Linked DNA regions of Sus scrofa: region 1 is linked to region 2. Evidence: chromatin contacts called from public targeted proximity ligation data. All regions are on one chromosome and are shown on one strand. The core of a region is the stretch at or near the end of the contact, and the rest is flanking DNA. Distances in the headings are between cores, read along the strand shown.

Region 1 (3,784 bases), core at 869-3,368, 330 kb before region 2:
GTGACCAATTTCAAATACTCTTGTACTGATAACACTCAATATCCCTTTGCAGAAGCATGCTATGAATTCGATGTTACCTTAATCAATGTTGGTATTTTCTATTAAATCAGCAAGAAATTTATATGGTCTTTGAATGTGTTGATATAATTTATTCCACTTCATTAATCTGATGATCAAATAACCCAAAAGCTTATTCATTACTTCTTCACAAAATCCATCTCTTCATTTTAGTTAATTGTGGCTCTTGGTATGATCTGAAAGTTTTAAAAATTATAATTAGTTTCTAGATATCAGAATATCATCTTTATTGCCCTTGTTTCATATCCCATTAATTTTAATCTACATTTTTCTATATTTATTAATAAATATGTTAAGAGAAAATATTCTTCATATTTATCTAATTCAGGAATCTAATTTCTCTATCTTACTGAAAAACATCTTTCCAAATTACAGTTAAAATGGCACATATGAATTTTACCGACTTTTTAATAAATTTATAATTAAAGTTTTCTTCTAAGTCTTCAAAAATATGCTTTAGATTCTTAAAATATTGTTCCCATGCTCTAAGTCTTAAATAACTTTATTTATTTATTTATTTATTTATGTCTTTTTAGGGTCATATGCCCAGCATATTGAATTTCCCAGGTTAGGGGTCGAATTGGAGCTGTAGCTGCCAGCCTACACCACAGCCACAGCAATGCTGGATCCTTAACCCACTGAGTGGGGCCAGGGATTGAACCTGCATCTTCATGGATACTAGTTGGGTTTTGTTACTGCTGAACCACAACAGGACCTCCTTAAATAACTTTAGAATGAGTGCATTATTCCACATCCAGAGTTGTTAAAGATACTTACTTGTTGTTAAAGAAAAATCCAGGTCTCATGTGCATTTATCTATTTATTTAGAGGCAAGCAAAGTCTTTATTACAGGAAAGCCAAAAGCTCCCAGGATAGCTGGGAGCGGGGAGAAGAGCACCCCTCTCTATTGTCTTATAGGGGTTTTTATCCCTTAAAGATGGGGAGGGTACCAAAGTGGGGTCCAGAAAGATATGATTTTCTCCCATTGGCCTTGCCCAATTGCCTATATCAGTCTTTGTCCAATAGGGGTATTAGGGGTGGAAATGTTCATATGTCTTTTCATTTTATTTATTTATTTTTTTGGTCTTTTCTAGGGCCTCTCCCCACGGCATATGGCGGTTCCCAGGCTAGGGGTCGAATCAGAGTATCGCCGCCAGCCTATGCCAGAGCCACAGCAATGCAGGATCCGAGCCGTGTCTGCGACCTACACCACAGCTCACGGCAATGCCGGATCCTTAACCCACTGAGCAAGGGCAGGGATCGAACCCTCAACCTAATGGTTCCTAAAATCGGATTCGTTAACCACTGTGCCATGATGGGAACTCCCTCACGTGTCTTTAAAATGCTCCAACTACAAGGAATTCAAGCAAAACAAAAACGTGTTGCAAAATTAGAAGGAGTCCATTTTCCCCTACAAGTGAGATTAGTTAAACTAGCTGCATACTGTACACATTCTGCAATTGTTTACTATTTTAAAGAGCACTTACAGCCATTTGTCCTTACCATGTCTTATATTAATCATTATATTAAGTACTTTTCATGCATTATGTCTTTTTTATTTCTGCAACTATCCTATTAATTGTGGATATGATGACTATAATTACCTCCACTCTATGGGTGAAACAGTTGCTTGAAAGCATCTGTAGTTAGCAAAAGATGGAGCCAGAGTTGAGCTCAGAAATTCTGAATCTAGGACTCAGGCTCTTAATTACTACAGATCCTGTTTTCTTTCATTGCTATATTAATATAAGTAAAAATAAATAAAAGATTTGGAAGAAGGGAGAGTTTGTCCTGATGAACCTGAAATACCTGCCTAGCTTTAGGTTGGGGCTCTGTATGGCAAGAAAAACGCATTTAGCAAAGCTGAAATGGTCCCTATTTTTTCCCCTCTACATGTGCTAATGACTGGATTGTGGCAGCTATATTTAGCCTCTGAGACCTGCAGAGGGAGCACATGGGCTTGAAGCTGTTTCACTGTTCTGTTGGCTATAGAGTACACAACTTTAGCCTGTTGGAAGAAAGGCGATATCTTGGGTCCTGTCCCTGACTCATTGTCACCTCTGTTAAACTCTATCATCAGACTGAACCACAGCTTCCTCCTCTGTAAAGCTATGGTCTTTGGTTTTTTTTTTTTTTTTTTAATTCTATAAACTTCAATTGCAGATCTATTTTAAGTAGGAACATGGGGTTCCTGGTACCAAAGATATTTATTCATCTCACTAAAGTCATACTGTTTAACTGTGGAGCTATAGTTCAAGGCAGAATATATAGTAAAAGACAAGCCACATTATTCCCTCTTCTCAGATATTCCAGTTTATTAACTATGCACAAAAGTAAAAGGAAGAGGCTTTAAGATTATTATGCTTTATTGTAGATAAGTAAGGATATTATGTGAAATAATACCACTGACATAACAATAATCACAATAATGTTCTCACTTGTATTCATATTAGTTTATGGCAACTAGATATATAAATTCTGTAAATCTAATTTATAAAGTCAATCACTACTGAGACATGTTTACACATAAAATTTCCTGACAAAGAATTATAAGTGACCAAGAAGCTCATGAAAAAGTACTGATATTACCAAGAGGGGAAAAAAAAAAGTGATAATTAAAGCAATACAGTTGTTTACCCCCCAAGTTGATAAAGACTAAATGAAAGTCTAATTTGGCAAATGTTTCTAAATGAAAATTTGGTGATGTATTTTGGAATTTTATATACTCTCTAACCCAATATAGTTTATTTCCAGAAATTGATCTTATATAGATAACCACACCGAAAACTATAAAATCTTACTATTTTTTTAAAAAAAGATCTAAATAAATTGAGGGACAGCTTGTGTCTTTGGATTAGAAGACCTAACATTGTTAAGCTATCCATACTACCCAAAGAAATCTACAGATTCAATGCAACATCTATCAAAATTCCAATGTTATTTTTTGCAGAAACAGAAAAGCAAATCCTCAAAATCATATGGAATCGCAGCTCCAAGTAACCAAATTAATCTTAAAAAAAAAAAAAAAACAAAGTTGGAAGACTCACACTTCCCAGATTCAAAACTTACTGCAGAGTTCCAACAATCAAAACAGTAAGATATTGACATAAGGATAGACATATAGACCAGTGGAATAGAACTGAGAGTTTGGAAATGAACTTATATGTTTATGGCCAATTTCTTTTCAAGAAGGATTCCAAGACCATTCAGTGGGGGAAAGCATAGTCCCTTCAACAAATAGTGCTGTGAAAACTGGATGTCCTCATACAAATGAATGAATTTGGACCCTTGCTTCACTTCATATACAAAAATCCACTGAAAATGGATGCACAGCTTAAATATGAGCTAAAATCATAAGACCCTTAGGCAAAAAGTGAGGGTAAATTTTCATGAACTTGTATTAGGCAATAGTTTCTTAGATATGACCCCCAAAGCATTAGCTGCAAATAAATAAATAAATAAATAAATAAATAAATAAACATTAGTTTTTATCAAAATTAAAAACTGGTATTGGTGGTACAGTGGTGAGTGTAGCTGTCTTCCAAAATTAAAAACCTTTGTGCATCAAAGGACATTATCAAGGCATTAAAAAAGACAATCTAGGGAGTGCCCTGATGGCCTAGCAGTTAAAGATCCGGCATTGTCACAGCTGTGGCTTGGGCCAGTGCTGTGAAATGGGCTTGATCCCTGGCCCAGGAACTTCCTC
Region 2 (3,644 bases), core at 461-2,960:
TTTGTGACATTTCTGGGGGTAGAGATTACTGTCTTCGGGAGACTGAACTAGAATTTGTAACCTCACTTCCACCCAAGGCTCAAGCTCCCAAACCACATCAAGTAGCAAAGTAAGTGAGAATGGATTGGACTAATTGAATAAAAAAAACCAAAAAACAAAAAAAAATCAGTGTCCTGGCCCAAAATTCTCCTTAAGAAATATGTCATGTGAATATTATTCATATCTGAAATAGCCACTTTTGTAATTCCCTCTATGGTGCAATAGGTTGAGAATCTAACTGCAGTGGCTCAGGTCACTGTGTAGGCAAAGTTTCGCTGCCTAGCCCGAGCAGTGGATTATGGATCTGGAGTTGCCACAGCTGTGGCCTAGGTCACAGCTGTGGCTCCAGTTCAACCCCTGGCCCAGGAACTGCCATATGTAGCAGATGCGGCTATTAAAAAATTGAAAAAAATTTTTTTGTCTTTTTAGGGATGCCCCTGCATCATATGGAGGTTTCGAGGCTAGGGGTCAAACCGGAGCTATAGCTGCCCACCTATGCCACAGCCACAGCAATGCAGGATCTGAGCTGTGTCTGTATCTTACACCACAGCCAATGCTGGAGTCTTAACCCACTGAGTGAGGACAGGGATCAAACCTGTGTCCTCATGGATACGAGTCAGAGAGCCATGATGGAAACTCCATGAAAAAAATTTTTAAAAAAGGAGTTCACATTGTGGCTCAGCAGGTTAAGAGCCTGACTAGTATTCACGAGGATGTGGGTTCAACCCCTGGCCTTGCTCACTGGGTTAAGGATCTGGCGTTGCCACAAGCTGCCCTGTATGTCACAGGCAAGGCTCGGATCTGGCACTGCTGTGCCTGTGGTGTAGCCTGGCAGCAGCAGCTCCAATTCATCCCCTGGCCCAGGAACTTCTATGTGCCACAGGTGTGGCCGTTTAAAGAAAAAAAAAGAAAAAAAGAAAAAAGAAAAATACCACTTTGGAATTTTTCTCATTGTAAATTGCGTACGTCTGCATCTTTGTCACAATTGCATGTGTATCATACATTCATGTACACAATGATAGAATGTGCGCAAAGAAGAAAAGGGAATGGAGTTCCCATCGTGGCACAGTGGTTAATGAATCCGACTAGGAACCATGAGGTTGCGGGTTCGATCCCTGCCCTTGCTCAGTGTGTTAAGGATCCGGCGTTGCCATGAGCTGTGGTGTAGGTCACTAGGTCGCAGACTCAGCTCAGATCCCGTGCTGCTGTGGCTCTGGTGTAGGCCGGCAAGTACAGCTCCGATTCAACCCCTAGCCTGGGAACCTCCATGCCGAGGGAAGCAGTTCTAGAAAAGGCAAAAAGACAAAAAAAAAAAAAAAAAAAAAAAAAAAGGAAGTGAAAGGATGAAGACCTTAGGTCACAGACTCTGGGGATTCAGTGTCAAAGTGTCTGGTTTAGTCAGAGCAACCCTCATTCCTGAGCCTCTGAAGCTGGGCACGTCCAGACTCACCAGAGAAAGCCATGTGAGTGTGGGTCCTGCCCTTTTCTTCCTCCAGGCTCGGTGTGTTAATGACTGAACTCACTCCACAATTGTTTCCCTGGGGGGCGGGGGGCGCGGGGGGGGGGAGTTCTCAGACATAGTCATAATTCCAAAGCCAAGCTGCAGCGTTCTTAGCTATTGATTTTGCAGTCTTCACTAGTTCAGGAATGTTCCTAGGACCTGGCAGATGAGCAGTTGTTTTCCTGAGTGAGGTCATTGAACGCACTGCCTGATAAGCAGCCATCCCCTGAGTCTGAGATAACAATGATTGTTTACCAGAGGAGCACATCACCTTTTCTGGGGCGGAGGTTCCTGAGGTCCTGACACTGCAGACTTTCTGGCACCAGGGAACCTCAGCAGTCAAGGTTCCAGCACCCAGAAAAAGGACTCATGCTTTTTTTTTTTTTTTTTCCGGTGGTATTTGTGGCATAGAGAAGTTCCGGGCTGAGGATGGAACCTGTGCCACAACAGTCACATCACTGGAGCCTTAACTCACTAGACCACCAGGGGACTCCATGGACCCATGCTCTTAAGGGACCCTTGGGGCTGGGTTCTGTGCTGCTGTGTCTTTTTTTTTTTTTTTTGCTTTTTAGGGCCACACTTGTGACATATGGAGGTTAGGGGTAGAATCAGAGCTACAGCTGACGGTCTGGCTACAGGCACAGCAACGCAAGATCCAAGCTGCATCTGCGACCTATACCACAGCTCACAGCAACACCAGATCCTTAACCGAGTGAGGCCAGGGATCAAACCCGAAACCTCATGGTTCCTAGTCAGATTCTTTTCCACTGCGCCACAATAGAAACTCTTTTTTTTTTTTTTTTTTTTGCTTTGTACTCTTGAGTTCACACAACTGGGAATTTGTTGGTTTGCTTGCTGATTTGTTTGCTGATTAGAGTCAGCAGTGAGCCGTGACTTCAAGGCCACTACATAAGCAGTGGAACAGAGGGCAGGGGACACAAGGGACGGTCCTGAGGTGGCAGGCCAGGGCACACAGATGGTGAGAGGTCATCAACAATAGTGTGAGAGCCAAAGGCCATTCTCCTCCACTTCTTAGAAGTGGGTCTAGACCCTCAAGAAGACTCAGTCGGCTGAAAGCTAACTGAAGAGTAAAAGATATTTATCTGCATACACACTCACCCACTCAGGATGCAGGGAAAGGGTCTCTGCCCATGTGATTCAGGACCTTGAGATGGGGAAATATCCTGGGTAATCCCAGCAGGTACTAAATGCTATCACAAGTGTTCTTGGAGGAGAGAGGCAGAAGGAGAGTTCCACACACAAAACAGAGGTGATGTGACGATAGAGGCAGAGATTAGAATGTTGTGGCCTGGCCTGAGGAGTTTCAGCTGTGGTTCAGCGGTTTAAAAACCCCACTAGTATCCATGAGGATGCAGCTTCGATCCCTGGCCTTGCTCAGTGGGTTAAGGATCTGGCATTGCCGCAAGCTGAAACATAGTTTGCAGATGCAGCTCAGATCCCGCATTGCTATGACTGTGGTGTGGGCCTACAGCTGCAGCTCTGATTTGACCCTTAGCCTGGAAACTTCCATATGCCACAAGTTTGGCCTTAACAAAACAAACAAACAAACAAACAAAAAAAGAATGATGCGGCCCAAGCCAAGGAATGCCAGAAAGCCAAGGGAATACCAGCCTAGGCCACCAGCATTCCACCAGAAGTTGGAAGAGGCAAGGTTCTCCCCTAGAGCCTCCAGGGGGAGCATATACCTGCTAACACTTTAATTTTGGTTCAGTGATATGGATTTCAGTCTTCTGGCCACCACAACTATGAAAAAACACATTCCTAATGTTTTAACTCCCCCAGTTTGTGAGAATTTGCTTCAGCAGCCACAGAAAACTAATACAGAATATTATCTAATACAGATGTATTTATCTACTCACAAAAAAAAATCACTTTCAAATATAATTATAAAGTTTAGATTGTAAAGACTTCACACCCTGTACCTTCTTCCCTTTAACTTTACTATAACCTGTCTTCTCATCAATCCAGCTGTCCTGAGGTTGGCTCACTTCCATCCCCAAATTTCTGTAGATGCTTCTCATCTTGTCTGCATTACTCTTTACACTGTCATGTGTTAGCCAGGAGTCCATTAAACATAATTGAT

Evidence for each region.
Region 1: a contact with region 2 is called in a targeted proximity ligation map of alveolar macrophages. A contact is called at or near these places in 20 of 47 Hi-C or Micro-C datasets (adipose tissue, alveolar macrophages, embryonic fibroblasts and 10 more) and 2 of 2 datasets of targeted methods (alveolar macrophages and skeletal muscle).

Annotation. Positions count from the first base shown.
Region 1 is chr4:55,313,750-55,317,533 of Sscrofa11.1, reverse strand. No RefSeq gene overlaps it. Among named protein-coding and RNA genes, the nearest start is that of FABP5, 33 kb to the right of the region's middle.
Region 2 is chr4:54,986,402-54,990,045 of Sscrofa11.1, reverse strand. No RefSeq gene overlaps it. Among named protein-coding and RNA genes, the nearest start is that of IMPA1, 44 kb to the right of the region's middle.